3 separate regions of the Mus musculus genome follow, and all the other regions are linked to region 1. The links are chromatin contacts, called in public HiChIP or PLAC-seq maps. All regions are on one chromosome and are shown on one strand. The core of a region is the stretch at or near the end of the contact, and the rest is flanking DNA. Distances in the headings are between cores, read along the strand shown.

Region 1 (3,091 bases), core at 327-2,826:
CACATACACACACACACACACACACACACACACACACACACACACACACCATAAAAGAGAAAACAGAAAAGAGAAAGAAATTAAATAAAAAATTTTAAAAACTAAAGAATTAGCTAATGAGGCGGGATGATACACATCTCTAATCTCAAAACTTAAGAGATGGAAGCAGGAGGTTCAGGAGTTCAAGGCCATCCCCAGCAGATCAGAGTCTGAGGCTAGCCTCAACTACATGACACCTTGTCCCCCAAAATACTAAAGATGGAAAGGGGGAATTTACTTATTGAATACCACATCAATTTCCAAATTTAAAAAGGCTGCAAAGACAGGTATCGTGGTTCTTGTAACTGCAGCATTTGAGAGGCAGAGGTAGGAAAATCTTGAGTTGAAGGCCAGTTTGGGCTACACGGTGAGTCCCCGATTAAAAACAATCAATCAAACAGGCAAATACTGGATCTAGTGCTTGCTCAGCATGCATGAGTCTCTCAGTTCAATCCTCAGCCCCTCTAAAGAAAAAGAAAGCAAAAACATCAAACCAACTCAATGAACCAAGCAAACAACTTAGAGCTCAAGTGATCCTCCTGCCTCAGCCTCCTGAGTAGCTGGGGTGGTGGGTGTGCCACAGCTCCTGGCTCCTACATCCTTTGGCACTTATTTTTTTCTATTAACTTTTAAATATTTGTTTATTTACTTATTATATGTGAGTACACTGTCGCTGTCTCCACACAGACCAGAAGAGGGCATCAGATCCCATTATAGATGCTTGTGAGCCACCATGTGGTTGCTGGGGATTGAACTCAGGAACTCTGGAAAAGTAACCAGTTCTCTTAACTGCTGAGCCATCTCTCCAGCACCCCACCACCACCACCACCACCTTTCTATAAACTTAACATTAAAGGTAGCACTTGTGCAATTTGAAAAATTATCTTCCACACATACCATGTATAATGCAGCTAGAAAATACTCTAAGGGAACTTAAAACTCTGAGCACTAAGAGATAGAAAAGTGTTTTTCTTATATTTTCTATTTTGCCATAGAGAAATGAAGGAAAGGAGAGAGGCATCCACTTTATGTGTAACAGCTTAATAACTGGAGGAAGAAGAAGGACCCTTGAGGCCAGATGTGTCAACAAGAGGTAAAATTGGAAAGGAAGTCTCCAGAAGTGCTGGTATCTGCCTGTCACCCCTTTATCTGCACAAGATCCCATCAGAAACATTCAACTGTTGGGAGTAGAGCTACACCTATGTCTGTCTCCATAGCAACCCAGATAACAGTAGAGGAAGGGCCAGGTCAAGAATGCCATCCCTCAGGACTCAAAACAGTACTTGTCTTCTACAGCATTATCTTCCTCCCATGGAGGCTACCCTGTGCCCATACAATGAGCCTCCCTGACAGAAACTCCTCTGAGAAGGTTCCATGACAGCCTGAGAGAGCAGACTTTTAACCAAAGCTCCTCGGCTTAGCCCCACCCATGGCCCAAGGAGCCCGCCCATACTTGCTAGATAAAGTCTAATGTAGCTGGTTGACTAACAAAACACCAAGCTTCGCCTGCTTCCTCTGTGTTTGTCTTCAGAGAGCGTCAGAGGCTTAAACCACAGTAGTGGGCGGTCTAGCATAAGAAATTGCTTCTCTCAGACACTGGGAAGAAACACTGAACTTTTTATAGCTCTTGGAAACAAAAAGCCCAAAGAAAGTAAACCTCACACGCTAACCACTAATTGATTTGCATCAGCGGGGGAGAGTTGCGGGCTATCATTAACTCTTGCACTAGCCATTGTCTTAGCAATTATCTAAAACAGTGTTTCACAAACCTTGACACTAACTCAGGCATAAGGAATCTGAGGGTGTGTTCAAACTGGACAAGTGACAAGGTACACCGTGAGTCTCTCCATCCTGACCGGGAAGCTCAAGAAGCAGCCAGGGCTGATATGGGACTTGGATCAGCAGGCATTTCCAGGTAGATTGTCAGGTCCCTTGTCTAAGAGAAGCTCCTAGAATCAAGGCACTATTTCTGTCTTAATATCGCTGGGTATTATTTGTGTCTGTGCATGGTGTGTTTGCTGAGATAGGGTCTCCTGTACTCCAGGCTGACCTCAAATCACAAAGCCAAGGTGACCTTGGACTTCTAATCCTCTTGCCTCCACCACTGGAGTCCTGATTTGTGTGGTATTGGAGAACAGAACCCAGAGCTTTGGGCATACTGCGCAAGCACTCTACCAACTGAATTTCCTTCCCATTTTGCCTTAAAAGGCAACTGTTTTATGTTTGCAAAATGTAGCAATGGGCAAGGAAAATGCCACCCCTGATCTTCAAGGAGTTTTACCTACTGCTGAGCCCCAAGAATACTACTCCTCCCAGCCCCTCTTGATTATCTTGGGCCTTGCTGTGATTTGAATACAGTTCATGACACCTCTCTCCCCCAGGATCTTAGGCAGGAACCCAACTCCTGCAGTTATTTCTATGGTATCAGGAAGGTGGACACTTAAACCCAACTACAGTGTTGGGAGGTGGGGCATCTTTGCAAAGTGAATCCATTAAAATAAGGTCATTATTGAATCCTGGTGGCTACAGAAGAAAAAAAAGAGGAGACAAGATAAACAGATAAGCACTGGCACTCCTGTGTGTCCTATCAAGTGATGCCCTATGCCACTTTGGGATTCTACCTACAAGAAGGTCATCACCAGAGGCTGAGCCAATGGGACTCTGAGCCTCTGAAGCCATGAGCCAAAACAAATGGCTTTGTGAAGTTGCATAGCATCCTGTGATTTATCATAATAAAGCAAAACCAGCAAATACACACCTCAGCTTCCTTATCTGTGTAGGGGCAGCCTTTCTCATGAATTTCCCATGGGTCCACAGATCAGAGGCAAACCATTTGAGCATAGTAGCACCAACCACTCTTTCCAACAGCTCCCACACACGGGGAACATGGGATCCACACCCTGTGTGCTGACATCCCATTCCAAACATGTGCACCAGGCCAGGAGCTGTTCAACAGCACAAGTCTGTGTCTCTGTGTAAGGGTCTCTGAACGATGTCATCTCTAAAAGAGATGGGTGCATCACTTCATTTAGGAAGCTCTCACGAGACAATG
Region 2 (3,091 bases), core at 189-2,688, 170 kb before region 1:
GTGCACACACACACATTGCCCATCCATGTACAGAGCCAGAGGAGAACATGAGGTATCTCGCCAAATCGACAAAGTGTCCTCCTGTTCTATCACCCTCTGCCTTATTCCCTGGAGACAGAGCCTCAGAGGGAAGCGGTAGGCAGCGTGTGAACCTGCTGCTGATGGGCACACACCACACTGCCCTCTTCACACCAAACCTCAAAGGTGTGGAGGCTTGAGTGTCTAGTTTTACCCCCTCTTCTGTGAACCTGGAAAGGGGACTCCTCTCTTCTTTCAGCCTGAGATCTTCCGCAAGGATGGCCATGCTTTCTCTGACTCTCTCCTTTCAAACTGATCGTCGAAACTCTTTTGTAAATGGTAAAAAGCAGTGGACACAGATGAAGGCTTCAGACCTCATCTCTTCTTCCTTGGTAGATGCTGTAGTTTGGGGATATGGCAGCAGGGGTGGGGTGGAGTATAGATCAAGCTTCTTCATCAAATCCTAGGCATTAAAATTGTACTTGGAGATACTTGGAGAGACTATGAAGGATACCTTAATGTCCTCAACTCAGAACGATTCCTATAACAGCAGCATCTTCCTTTCTTCCCGTGCAGTGGCTCTCAACCTGTGGGTTACAACCCCTTTGGGGGTCAAGTGAGCCTTTCTCAAGGGTCACCTAAGACCATCGGAAAACACAGATGGCTCACAAACAACAGCAAAATTACAGTTATGAAGTCGCAAAGAAAATAATTTTATGGTTGTGGGGTCAGCACCACATGAGGAACTGTATTAAGGGGTCACAGCGTTAGGAAGGTTGAGAACCACTGCTCTAAGGAAAAGAACAAAACAATAGTCATGGTTCTGTTCATCCCACTGATGAAGTCTGAGACCTGGCTTCGGAAAACACAGTGGTTAGAGCGCAGGTTTTAGAGGCAGACTGATCTGGGTCTGAATCTTGTATTCTTCATTCAACAACCATGTGATCTTTAATGTGTTAGTTACTCTCTTGGGGCCTTGGAGCCTTATCTTCAAAGTGGAAAATGGCGATATTGACTTTGTGAGACTACTGTAAGGATTAAGTGGGCTTATGTATATAGACTTATCTACAATTTAGATCAGTGTTTAATTTGTAATAAGTTTTCAATACATCTGTCTGCTGACGTGGAGGAGGAGGAAAAGAATAATTCATCATCATGATCAGGATTCCAGTGCTGGTAATGAGAAGATGTTGTGTTTCCAGGGAATCTACACACACACACACACACACACACACTACTCCAGGTATAGTAACCCCTGGACCCAGCATTTCTTCCCAGGAAGCCAAACCACTTGGCATGCAACCTCCTCACACCTAATTGTCTCATTGTAAGTGACAGTGGCATTGGATATGAACCTTGGAAGCACAGGTCAATCCCCCTGAGGCCTCACTGACTCACTCTGTGCCACCAAAAGAATCCCTCAACCACTGTGTGACTCACCCTCCCTCCCTCTTCCTTAAATGGAAAGATTGATGCTCACTTACTCTGTCGTGGTGCAAGAGTAAGATGGTTTATTTTGTCAGGCAGCTTTGAACTTGTTGGATAAAAGAAGCTATTTAAGCACAGTGGAGGAGTGAGGCTGGTTGGGCCAGGTACTTGCTCCAGTAGGGCCAATCAAGATTGTGCTTTCTTATTATGACTACCGTTGGTGAGAGCCTCGGGCATGGGTTACCTGTGCCACACTCCACAGTTTAGAGAAAAGAGCAGAGGTACCATGAAGAGGAGAGTGTGACAGCCTCTGACCTTCCCTGAGCATCCCATGGGAAACGTCTCAAGTCCTCACAACCAAATCAGAGCCCACGTGGACAGTTGCCAGTGGACAAGAGGAGTCTAAGGTTGAGAATAATTACAGGCAGAGCAGCCACATTCTCACTTGCTCTCCCTTTACCATTGGAGCTTGAGACTATGGCCACTTCTGTACCCAAGCTCCCTACCAGGATAGGGGCTGGATTAAACCACCGCCAGCTGTCCTTGCAGGCTTCGCAGCCAGCTACTGTAATTTGTAGCGTTTACAGAGCAGGAGGGTGGGGAGCAAAGCCTGCTCAAGCACTTGTGGTTTCGCTGGTGAGTAAGAACCAGGAAGCAGGGTTCAGAGAGGGTAGGAGCCAGAAGACTGACTGCCTCCATCACCTCACACCCAGCCCCATCAAATACCTGAATGCCCTCCTTGGAGGTTATAAAACATCCTTTTAAATAGCTCCAGAGATGCTTCTCATCTTTGGTCAGCTATGATGTTGAATTCTGGAGACCTGTTTGTTCTTGGCCACTTCAGCCTTGTATGGAATATCCAGATTATGTGCCAGTTTCCTTGGGGTCCTAGGCCAAGGCAGCTGCCAGAAAAATACACTCACGAGTGGAACTTCTTAGGGAGCTCGAGTGGACCGGTACATCTGGACCACTCCAGACTTACAGTGTGTGAGACTCAGCAGGCACCATCATTTCACACTTTAAGAGTTTCTGGATGCACAAGAGATACTGTCTCCATGGCACAGAGCACTCCTCAACCATGGGTTGGATGCATCAAGAAAACAAGACCAAACCCTCTATAGTGTCTGGCCAAACAGGGGCTTATTCCCTAAATGTACACCTTGCCCAGACCTCTATTCTGATAGATACCCTCCAACTTGAATATCTATCAGAATCACCTGAAAGCCTTGATAACAGCAGACTTCTGATTCAGAAAGTTTGAGGAAAGGCTCCAAATTACGCACATCCAACGGGCCCTTGCCGATGCTGGTGCTGCTGGCCGGAGAACCACAGTTTCAGAACCAGCCCTAAAGTTTCTGTGTAATTTTTTCCCTTCAAAGCTTCCAAGGAATGGACTTTGGACCTATTTCAAAGAGACAGGGGTTCAAGTCTTGACTCAGCCACTAAGGATAACAGCTGCTCTCTCCTTGCAGAGTTGTGGGTACCCAGGGCTCCTTTAAAGTCACTCTCAAGAAATCTCTGCTATCATACTTAATATTGTTGAAACAGTATCCAGGTGTGTTTTGGCAAACCTCACTATCCAGGAGTGTCTGACATATGATAATCTTGCCAGAAGCCCGACCTTAATGCCGGCAACACCCGATAC
Region 3 (3,091 bases), core at 318-2,817, 150 kb before region 1:
CTGATCATGTCTCATTGCCCCAGAGCCCAGATGCAAGGTAGATGTTCCACCTGTATGTGTTTAATACACTGGTGATAAATACAATGTGGTCAAGAAAAGACACTTGCGTGTTAAGCCAATGAATCGACATCTCACATTCTTAGCAATGTGAAAAAAGATAAATACCCAAACAGAGATGTGCTTATGAATTCACTCTTCAGAAAAGAAAGGGCAATCAATGCTAATTTATTTGGTGTGCCATTTGTGTGGTATAAATATTCCACTATAGTGAAGCCAGTAATGTGTCTCTGAGTGAGGAGTTGGAAAGAGATGCATAAAATCATCTCTTGGGAGGCAATAAGAGGTAGCTCCCACACTCACCTTGGCCCTGCTTTCCAAATGTGTGACAGTGGATTTTTTTTTAACGCATCAGTTTATTCTACAAATTCACAACGGGTAATGTATGCTATAGACCTACCCTTGAAAAAGAAGAAAGAAGTGTGGCCATGGTGCACATATAGCTTCCTCTCACCAGTCCCAAGATGCTTTCCTAGAGCCCCCAGGGCCACGCTGGACTGTGAGTCTGAAGGAATCAGGTAGGCCCCGGAAAGGGTGAAAGCAGCTTGCGCAACCCTGGCAATCATTCTCTTTCAGAGATGTGTGCTCCTCTCCTGAGCCAACCCCTGCACTTTCTGGTGCTGCCACGGACCCCAGAAAGATATGGCTCCATGTGAGACCACTAGGAATCATTAGGAGGAGGAAGCCAATATAGAGAAGGAACACAATACAAATGTAGGTCCGCTTCCGGACTTTAGTGGGAAAGACCTGTGTCTGAACTCCTGTGTAAGCAGGTTTTGTCATCCTCCAGGGAATTGTTGCCAATGCTCAGTTTTCTAGCCATTAGCAACAGCATTGCCTGGGAACTTCTTAGAAATACCCATTTTCAGGTCCCAGCCTGAACCTACTATATCAGGTCAGGACCAACAGACAGGGTTTGCACAAGTGTCCCAGGAACCTGTGACTCGTGGTAAGATGGGCTGACTTCTTAGAGCACAGGGAACAGTTGTACATACAGGGGTGAGAAACATCTGGAACAGACATAATGTCTTCTAAACCCAATGCAAACAGCTTCTAAGCATGGGAGTTGCAATAGACCAGACCCTGGTCAATGACTAGAGAGTCTGTTCCCAGTCACTTTCAGGCCAACAGCATCAGTATCCTGGCAAGTAAAGTCCAGATATCAGCTCTCTAGATGGTTCTGACTTTAGTGGAGGCTGGGAAGTGGTGACTTGGAGGTCTGAGAAAGGAGTGTGAGAAAAGACGCTGGAGTGAAGAGCAACCCTTCGGAGACAGGCATGCAGGCTCGGGCCTCCTCACAGGTTTCAGTTAAGTCACAGGATTCTCCTTTTCTCTGTGGCAAAAGAGGATTATACAATCTGCCTTTTGAGATCCTGGAGAGACTTCACATCTCACAGAGTGAGATTTGCTAATGGGATTTGCTTTGTTCATGAACAGCAAAGGGTTGCCAGGCCTCTTCAGCAATCCTGAGAACTAAACTTTCCCATTACTCATTTGTCTTTAGACAGTGCCTACTTATTTCACTGGTATAAATAGCAATACTCCAAGGGGGAATTAGTAATGTGTTTGCTTACAAGGTCTTCTCCACACCCTTGAGAAGTCTGGACTAGAGCCCAGATATTGGGGCTCAGCAAAGAACTGCCCTCCCCCTTCTGTGGGGTGGGTTCTTCTACATGAATACCAGGATTACAGGGTTGATGTGGATGCATGATTGAGGTCTGGGTGGGTAGGCCACACACCTGTGGTACATAGAGACTCATTTGGCATGTCAATCACGTGCAGGAAACAGACATTCTCAGAGTGGGAGGAAGCACATTTCACCTTAACTCTTCTTTGGTACAGACATCTGGGAAGTTATCATCAAGAATGGAGCTCCTATGCCTTGCAGGGTGAATACAGAACCCTGCATGCAAAGGGGATTAGGGGCTGGGAAGAGAAGATCTCAGAATCAAGTTCTCCCAGAACCAAGAGATAGGTTTAGGCCTAGAGGACTCCTGCACAGTCTGGGAGCCACCTCAGCCGGACTCTTGAACTGTAGAACCCCTTTTGCTGGTTCTCATTAGGTGTCCCCAGAAGCACTACACCCCCACACCCAGTGACAGGGAACCTGGGGCCCTCTATGCTCTTTACTAGTGCTATATGAGTTGTTCTCCCTAGATCCAGTCCTAGAAATTAGCAGTCCCCAAGGCCTGGTGTCCAGATAGGAAAGATTAGGCTTTTCTTTTCTGGTCCTAGAGCATTCCATTCAGAATTGCTGAACAGGCTAACTTGGGGGCTTTGTGCCATTAAAGGAGGGGGCATCCCTGTAAATGTTCCACCATTAGTACTACCACTTTCCAAGCACAGAGTTACTCCCCCAGAGACCCCTGCTGAGCCTCCATGCCAGACTCATCCTCCAACACCTGGACCAGCTCTTTGTATGGGCCTCTACCCTCTGGCACAGGGCGACACACTCTGGACCTGTGGTGGCAGAGGCAGATGAGCAGCCAGCAGCTCTCTGAACAGCAATCTTCTTTCTTTGTTCTTCTCTGGCCAGGAACTGAGATGTCAGCTTTTACTGAGAGAGTCCACAGGTTTGGGGCAAGGGTTATTCCATCAGTATCTGTCTTTGAAGTAGGTGCCAGTACTGAAGGTTGGACAACCAATGGGTAGAGTTCTGGGGTGGCTGCTTGCCCAAAGCTATCTGGAGTAGAAAAAGAGTCTTCACAGAAGAGGGACTCTTGTGACACCAAGAGCCATGATCCTAGAAAATATAGTTTGCAGATGAGTTACAAGAGCCAAATGCCCAGCCATGAGCTTATGTCCACCCACTGAGTGAACAGATGCAATACTGCAATCCCTAGCCCCAGCACTACATGGGAAACAACTCTTCAGCAGATATAGCCTCCTTGCTTATAAAAGACAGGGTACCTGCATTTGAATTTTCTGATACTGCCCCCTCTTGCTGAAGGTGTCATATTATCTTCTTAAAGATAATTCAGCTGTGTTCTTTGAGTCACCGCTAGGCTCTAGTGTCATTCCCTAAGCTGCATCA

What was found. HiChIP or PLAC-seq counts read pairs in DNA pulled down with a chosen protein or histone mark.
Region 2: a contact with region 1 is called in a FOXA1 HiChIP or PLAC-seq map of pancreatic cancer cells. The contact joins two enhancer-like sites. A contact is called at or near these places in 3 of 39 promoter capture datasets (HPC-7-derived erythroid cells and embryonic stem cells), 1 of 484 Hi-C or Micro-C datasets (nephron progenitors), 2 of 115 datasets of contacts at active chromatin or transcription factors (embryonic stem cells and pancreatic cancer cells) and 1 of 9 other capture datasets (liver).
Region 3: a contact with region 1 is called in an HNF4G HiChIP or PLAC-seq map of pancreatic cancer cells. The contact joins two enhancer-like sites. A contact is called at or near these places in 1 of 115 datasets of contacts at active chromatin or transcription factors (pancreatic cancer cells) and 2 of 9 other capture datasets (adipose tissue and embryonic stem cells).

Annotation. Positions count from the first base shown.
Region 1 is chr11:100,220,350-100,223,440 of GRCm38.p6, forward strand. No RefSeq gene overlaps it. Among named protein-coding and RNA genes, the nearest start is that of Krt14, 14 kb to the left of the region's middle. Within about 2 kb of position 1,577, at least 10 of the 459 cell types and tissues checked have an H3K27ac peak or open chromatin away from gene starts, as enhancers often do. A contact at or near this core is called in pancreatic cancer cells, where this site is marked.
Region 2 is chr11:100,054,428-100,057,518 of GRCm38.p6, forward strand. No RefSeq gene overlaps it. Among named protein-coding and RNA genes, the nearest start is that of Krt31, 5.4 kb to the left of the region's middle. Within about 2 kb of position 1,439, at least 47 of the 459 cell types and tissues checked have an H3K27ac peak or open chromatin away from gene starts, as enhancers often do. A contact at or near this core is called in pancreatic cancer cells, where this site is marked.
Region 3 is chr11:100,072,419-100,075,509 of GRCm38.p6, forward strand. No RefSeq gene overlaps it. Among named protein-coding and RNA genes, the nearest start is that of Krt32, 14 kb to the right of the region's middle. Within about 2 kb of position 1,568, at least 9 of the 459 cell types and tissues checked have an H3K27ac peak or open chromatin away from gene starts, as enhancers often do. A contact at or near this core is called in pancreatic cancer cells, where this site is marked.